2 separate regions of the Mus musculus genome follow, and region 2 is linked to region 1. A link is a contact called in public Hi-C data. All regions are on one chromosome and are shown on one strand. Each heading gives the region's core, a stretch centred on a gene start, on an enhancer-like site or on the middle of the called end of the contact. The rest is flanking DNA. Distances are from core to core; before and after follow the strand shown. Region 1 overlaps Ntrk3 (neurotrophic tyrosine kinase, receptor, type 3). Region 2 overlaps Ntrk3 (neurotrophic tyrosine kinase, receptor, type 3).

Region 1 (3,421 bases), core at 502-3,001:
TTATGCTTTAAATTCTGTATCTACCATAGTGTATAACAGTTCAATTAATCATTCAAATACCAGTACTCCCCAGGTATCTAAAATTCATACACAAGTGATCATAATCAGAGCAGCACATATAACAGCTGTTCTGGAACATTGTTCCATTCCATTGCTAAGACCTGCCAGTACATTGTTCTACTGGTACTCCCAAGAATCCTGTTGATATGATGCTGTCTACAACTAGTATCCTAACCTTGGAATTGAAGAGTCTGAAGCACAAAGACAGCTGAGAAGGTGGCCAGGACAGTTGACAACTGGAATACAAGCCCCTGACATAATCATGACATGAACTGAAGTTCTTTTCAGTTGCACAAGTATCAACGTATTTCTTTTTCTTCTACGTGCACCATGGTAGGAGATGCTGGGAAGTACCAGATCCTTCCTGGAAAGTGCCTACATGGTCAAGGGCAGAGCCTCCAACACTCCTGGCTCTCCTTGGCCATTGCTACAAGCATGTCAGAAATGTCCAGTGTCAGGTGTGAGTTTTGAAGCAGGGAGTAAAGAACAAGGCACTTCCTGAGAGTCACAGAGACGAGGGTGAGCCCCAGATCTGTGTTCTAGGCATCAGTTTCTTCATCAGAAGAATAAGGACAAGGACTTCATACCTGCCATCATACCTGCCATCATCTTCCAAGACAAAGTGTGTGTGTGTGTGTGTGTGTGTGTGTGTGTGTGTGTGTGTGTGTGTGTCAATAATAAGACAAAATAAAGAGATTAGCAAAATGCAAAAGCAGACATTGTTCTGGGGATTGAAGTAACAGTTCTGTCCTCCCTGGCTGGGTGTTCTGGGGGTTGGGAAGGGATGCTTTCCTGTATGCAGAGTGGAAAGGCAGGTTGAGGAGAATCAGAAATAGGAAACTCTATTCAAACAAGCATGAGTGAACAAAGACATAGCCAAGAAATAGAACTTATTTTGTTCAAGAATAATTATTTCTATCTATTGGTATCTTCTTCAAGATTATTATACATTCAAAAATAACCAATGTAGGTGATTCTGCATAATGGTATTAGACATAGGGTCACAATGTTCTTCTTCTATGTTCTTTCTAAAGGTATTTTATTTTTAACTTTGAAGTAATGACCATTAAATAAAAATCTTTGATTCTAATTTGTTCCATTTCCATTATTTGTGTACCTTTATTTATTTTTGCATTAAAATATTTATTTTACTTTTTCAAAAACAAACCCTTTCTTGAGCAGCTTTCCAATCTGGCATCAGGTAATCCTTTTGCTTGCCAAGAAAGGGAGCCTTTTTTTTCTTTCCTTGTCTAATAAAAAAAAAAATCAATAAGTCATTAGAGATGCTTTTAATAAAGATTAACTAAATGAATAAGTTCAACTTTTACTTGACCATGGGATTTGTACTTGGAATAAGAAGAGTATGGTTAAGTTTGAACACTCAACAATATAATTGAGTTCCTGCCAGGTCTGTTTCCTTCCTACTGCTGAAGGAATTGATCCCTGGAATTTGCAAAGAGATTTAGATCACCATTTTATCCACTAGGCATCAAGAGATAAGCCTTCCCAACTCAGAGCACAGTGAATAGAGGTGCCCAAAATAGCGCCACCATCTGGTGATAAAAAGAAGCCCCAGAGCCACTACCAAAGTCCAAACTCAGCCTGAGAAAGGCATGGTTAGAGAAGACAGGCAGTAAACTCCCTTGCTCTCCAACAGGGTTAGCACTCATTAAGCCAGTCCTTCACATTTCCTGTTTCTTCATCTGGTGCCTGGCAGGAAGATGAAACCTAGCCAGAATGGACATCAGAAAGGCTGGGTTGGATCCAGGCTTTTAAAGCCAAGTTCTGGAATCCTCTCTTGGAATGGCTGTGAAGCCTACAACTGACAGAGAAGTCCACAGCCTTTGGAGACACTCAGTGCTGGGTTTGTGGCTCAGTGCTACTTCTTTCCCATAGTAAGAGCTTTGTATCTTTTCTAAACACCAGGTCCATCACTGTTGTCAAATGAAGTGATAATAATAGCCATCTCTCAATGTCTGCAGTTGGTTGAGCCCAAGAAGATGCCCTGGAGATACCAAGACCCGCAGATGCAGGAGTCACTAAAATAAGAATGTCATCATATATCCTTATAACCTCTGCATATCCTCCTATAGACTTTATACCATCTCTTAGTATAATATAATGAGGATTCTATTTTAAAAGATGTTATAGTATATTGTTTAAAGAATAAGAAACTGTACATGTTCAATATAGATGTAATTTTTTAATAATAAAATTGATTTGGGATTGATAGATTTGGGTCTACCGAAAGAGAAGATCAATCTCTCAGAGCTATGTTGTAAAGACAAAGATAATTTGTATAATAAGTATTTGTATAAATAGCAGTTCCTGAGAAAGTTAACTGTTATTAATCCTTATCCCATTTTTCTCTGGACATATCTTCTAGAGATAAAGATTTGTTTTTCCCTGCATGTCTTGCAGCTACTTATGGCTGGGCTCCATTTTAGCCAGTTGGACATCAACAGAAGTGCTGGATTATTGATCCTATGAAGAATCTTTTTAGAGGGTTGAGTAGATCTTCCCTTTCTCTTGCTTCTGTAACATTGGCATAATGACTGAGTCTCTAGCTACCAACTTAGCCCTGAAGAAAAAGAACAAAGATAGCGGAGTCTAAACATAGAGAGAAAGGCTCTGATGATAATGGAGACAGACTGGAAACCCTAGATTTTTTTCTGTCCAAAGCACTTCTCAAAAGAGAAATGCATGTTCATCTTAAAGCAAAATTTTTCAGCACTTCCTGATATTTACACCCAAATTAACTCTGCATTCATTGTCTTTACTATTGCTTATCTCATTATTATTTAGTCAGAGGGATGAGGAACCACCTTTCTTGGTCTACTGGGTGTTGGTATAACAGTTTTCTGTAACAAAGGGCAAAAGCCCCGTTCTCCTCCCAGTCCAGAATCCTGGAGTTTTAGAAGTCCTTATTTTCTTTGTTTTTACCATGTAAAGTATCTAAGAAACCAAATACCTTCTTACTCTTCTAAAGCAGTTTCTATGTTTGGGGAGAAAATTCCTAGACTGGGGTTCAGCACTAGATTCAACTCCTTAGGAAAATTACTATATTCAGCTCATACGAAAACCTGAAAGTTAGCAATCTTTTCCTTTGACATTAAGAGCAATTGAAGTAAACTGTCAAAAACAGTGCCTGGAAATCCACAGTGTGCCTAGTAGATGTTCTATACTTCAGTGGCATTGATGTCAATGGAGAGAAGAAAAAGAAAAGACAGACCTGCTTGTACAGTCTCAGTCCTGCTTCCTCACCCCACCCCACCCCCACCCCCCAACACCCCACACACACACACACACACACACTATAGCCCAACAGAGCTGTTGGTCCTCTTAAGCAGTCTTCCCACAA
Region 2 (3,372 bases), core at 506-3,005, 140 kb after region 1:
GGCAACTAGGCTCAAGTTTCATCTCTGAGACTTGAATGAAGATTAAGCATGCACATTAACCAATCAGAGTCTCCTGTTTCTTTGCGAAGGAGAGGTACCCTACCACCTCAACTCCTCTTCTTTTCACCACCAAGATCTCTTTCTAGGCCTTTCCCTCGAGACCTCCATCTTAAAGAGGGTTGTGTCTAGCAAGAAGACTATATTTATTAAGTAATAATTAATTCATATTCTCAGATTCATCAGAGAAAAAAGTCACTGTTAATTGAAGCTCTTTATCAATACATGCAAACCAGTGTCAACCACCCAGTGCAAAAAAATTCAGCTCAAAGCAAAGAAACTCAAGACTGTTGTTATGAAGAGAAGTTTCATCATAAATATGTGTCTAATTTTTATTAGTTCCTGACAGTGACAAGAGTCAAATATTCCTTCATTGCTGCTTTTGGCATGTCCAAGTTGAAAACCATTCTGTTGTTGATCACCAAGACCCTTTTGTTGTTCTAATAGTGTAGGAAATATGACCTTCCATGAGGTAGCAGAAGATCCTAGGAAATGATCCATCCCAACCCTCTTAGGACCTGACTCCTCCCGCCACCATAACCAGAGGTTGTGATATATAAAAGGTCTCAGCACCATTTCATTAAAGAATATAGTTACTCAAGGCACAATCTGGCCAGAAAAGTGACCATTACTTTTCCCCAGACAGCCCCTCCCTTGCCCGACCACACCAGTGGTTCTGCCATCTGCCGCCCAGTCCAACTAGAGCCAAAAAGGCAGTGTGCCTGTGGCTGCCAGAACTCCTGGCAACATTTCAGAGCTGCACAGTGACAAGGTATGCCAAGAGCCCATTTTGAAACACATTCTCCAAGAGCCCCCGTGGAGCAGCCAGAAGCACTGGCATTTGCTGGGGACATTGACCAGGTGGCCAGGTTGGCATTGGCCTCTAACTCTAATGCCTTCTCTCTGGAAGCCTCATGGTTTCAAGGCAGTTTTCATGCCCTGGTCTCACCGAGGTAGGAACACTGACAACATTTCAGATGTAAGGAAAGCCAAGAGGACTAAGACCACCTGTGCCACTAAGCCTCTCCAGTGTATCTCCCCGGGCCATGGGCCATGTCCAATACCAAGGAGATCACAATGTTTGTACAGCATTCATGGGGGCCCAGCTTCCTACATGGAACTGTTTCTAACAAGTAGCTATAAATCAGATTGTTTAAATAAGTGAAATCACTTTTCTTGGCCCCTATTAGCATCTCATAAATGTGTTTTGATGGTGGCAGAGATGTCAGTCCCTACATCCTGAAACTTTGTTTCAGTCTTTATGATCTGTGCTTATAAATGGACCCTTCCTGACTCCTACATACACTGAGAAGTGACAAGTTAGTGAAGCATCAGTACGGAGACCTCCAGTACATTAAATAATATCTCCAGCATCCTCTGGTGCTTCCGAGTGCTCCTCAATCAGGGAAGAGCAGTATCGCAGCCACATTGCAGACTGGTTACAGGTCAGGGTTCTGTCTGCATTTGTATAGCTTCAAAACTAAGATTCATTTTCATATTTTGTTTTTTTTTAAGTCAAAGGAAAACCATACATCATGACCTGTGAGAACTAGATAAAAATCGGCATTTCTTTGCTCATATCTCTTCACTGTCGTCTACAGCCTTTTTCAAGTTGCAAAGTTGGATCGTTGCTGCACAGACCATATGGCCTACAAGGCTGGGATTTACTTTCTGGCCCTTTATGGGGAAAAGGGTTGCCAGGCCCTGCCAAGAGCAAGGCAGCACCAGAGTGCTAATCCTAGCCCCAGGAGTGCTCCACCAATCACACCCTGTCCCAGCCACCTCACCTGTCTGTGCCTTCCTTTTACCAGCTGTCAAATGGGGGTAATAAACTGCCTGCCTCATAACAATGACATGGGAACTGAAGATGTGTCTTGAAGAGCTCACAAGGGGCTGAGTGGTGGGGATGAAGCCCTGTGCCTCATCTAGCTTACCCAAGACCAAGACCCCAACTTCAATCCCAGTACCACAAAATACTACTGGTAAGCAATATCAGCAACAACAACCATGAGCCCTTTCAGGGCTGGGGACATAGAAGTCCCTGGAAGGCATAAGCTAAGGGGATTTTATGAGACATCGTTCCTTAGTTTTTGAGTACAGACAGCGTCATGCTTCTGGTAGAAGTTGTCTTTTCTTGGCCATAGATTTTTTTTTATTGCAAAAGAGTAGGGTCATCTTTGACTTTAATGACCCATCATGGCAGGATAGAAGGACAGAAAACCTGTCATTCGTGACTTCCAGGAAAACAACCTCGAGAAAGCACTTGTGAATCACCAGGTACAGAACACTTGGCATTGAGTCTGACAACCTGAATGTAATCTCTAGAAGTACACAAGATGAAAAGGGGGGAACTAATTCTTCTAGGTTGTCTTTACAGGCGTGCATGCACACACACACACACATGCACCAGGTTATACAACAACAACATCAAAAATGAATATATACATATACATATACTGACTTTTAAAAGAAAGAAAATCCCTATGGTGGGCGAGGGCAGGAGAGAGAAGATGCATGCCAGGGAAGGTGCAGCCTTGACATTTGCGAATGACGTTGGCCGGCTCCTGCCAAGTCTTCTATGACTCATTGCTTGGTACCAAACAAGGCAAGTCACTTATGGTAACTGTGCTGACTGCTATTAGAAGGCCACAAGTATCAGTGGAAAAGGCTGGCTCTTCAAAGTATAATAAATGAATAGGATGAGGTAAGAGACTACAATTGGTATGGTTTTGTTAATGCCAAATTGGGGAGGCAGCGCCCAGTGCCAGTACACGGGGTTCTTCGTGTCCATTGCTTTTTCTGGGTATTCCAGTTCAATACATATACATTTTTAAAAGGTCGGGACTTAAGTAAACCCTGTGGTGCAGGAGTGACAGGAGCCAAACTGGCTCTCCCTACAAATGTCTCACAAAGCTTGCTGTAGGGTCAGGAGCAAAGAGATTTCAGTGATAGTGGAAGATAAAAGAATATATGGCAATTAGGGCCCCCATAAGGACCCACGGTCCTGTTTCTCTACTTGTGTCCCTTCTCCAATCAGTAGCAAGGGAGAGAGGGTAGCGAGAAACCAAAGAACTGAACCTGGGCTCTCTCCCTCACTTTATATCAATTGTTTCCACTTTATTAAGTTTACAGCAAAATTCTCAAGAGGAGGTAATTTTGCCTCCCAGGGGACAGTTTGATTGTCACAACTGGGGAAAGAATAACACTAATGTCTGGTGGGTAGGGGAATGAGACAGACAGAATAGACCCTTGTTGGCAAAGTATGTGTCCCAGAAATCCCCAGCTCTGAGAGGAAGACCTTTGCCTTATCACATA

Evidence for each region. A called contact is a pair of places that touch in the nucleus more often than the background predicts.
Region 2: a contact with region 1 is called in a Hi-C map of cerebellum, with 2.5 times the contacts expected there. The contact joins two enhancer-like sites. A contact is called at or near these places in 6 of 484 Hi-C or Micro-C datasets (brain, cerebellar granule neurons, cerebellum and 1 more) and 1 of 9 other capture datasets (liver).

Annotation. Positions count from the first base shown.
Region 1 is chr7:78,380,595-78,384,015 of GRCm38.p6, forward strand. All of the region lies in intron 11 of Ntrk3 (neurotrophic tyrosine kinase, receptor, type 3), which reads right to left. Among named protein-coding and RNA genes, the nearest start is that of Gm39038, 190 kb to the right of the region's middle. Within about 2 kb of position 1,752, at least 2 of the 459 cell types and tissues checked have an H3K27ac peak or open chromatin away from gene starts, as enhancers often do. A contact at or near this core is called in cerebellar granule neurons and cerebellum, where this site is marked.
Region 2 is chr7:78,518,101-78,521,472 of GRCm38.p6, forward strand. All of the region lies in intron 1 of Ntrk3 (neurotrophic tyrosine kinase, receptor, type 3), which reads right to left. Among named protein-coding and RNA genes, the nearest start is that of Gm39038, 55 kb to the right of the region's middle. Within about 2 kb of position 1,756, at least 6 of the 459 cell types and tissues checked have an H3K27ac peak or open chromatin away from gene starts, as enhancers often do. A contact at or near this core is called in cerebellar granule neurons and cerebellum, where this site is marked.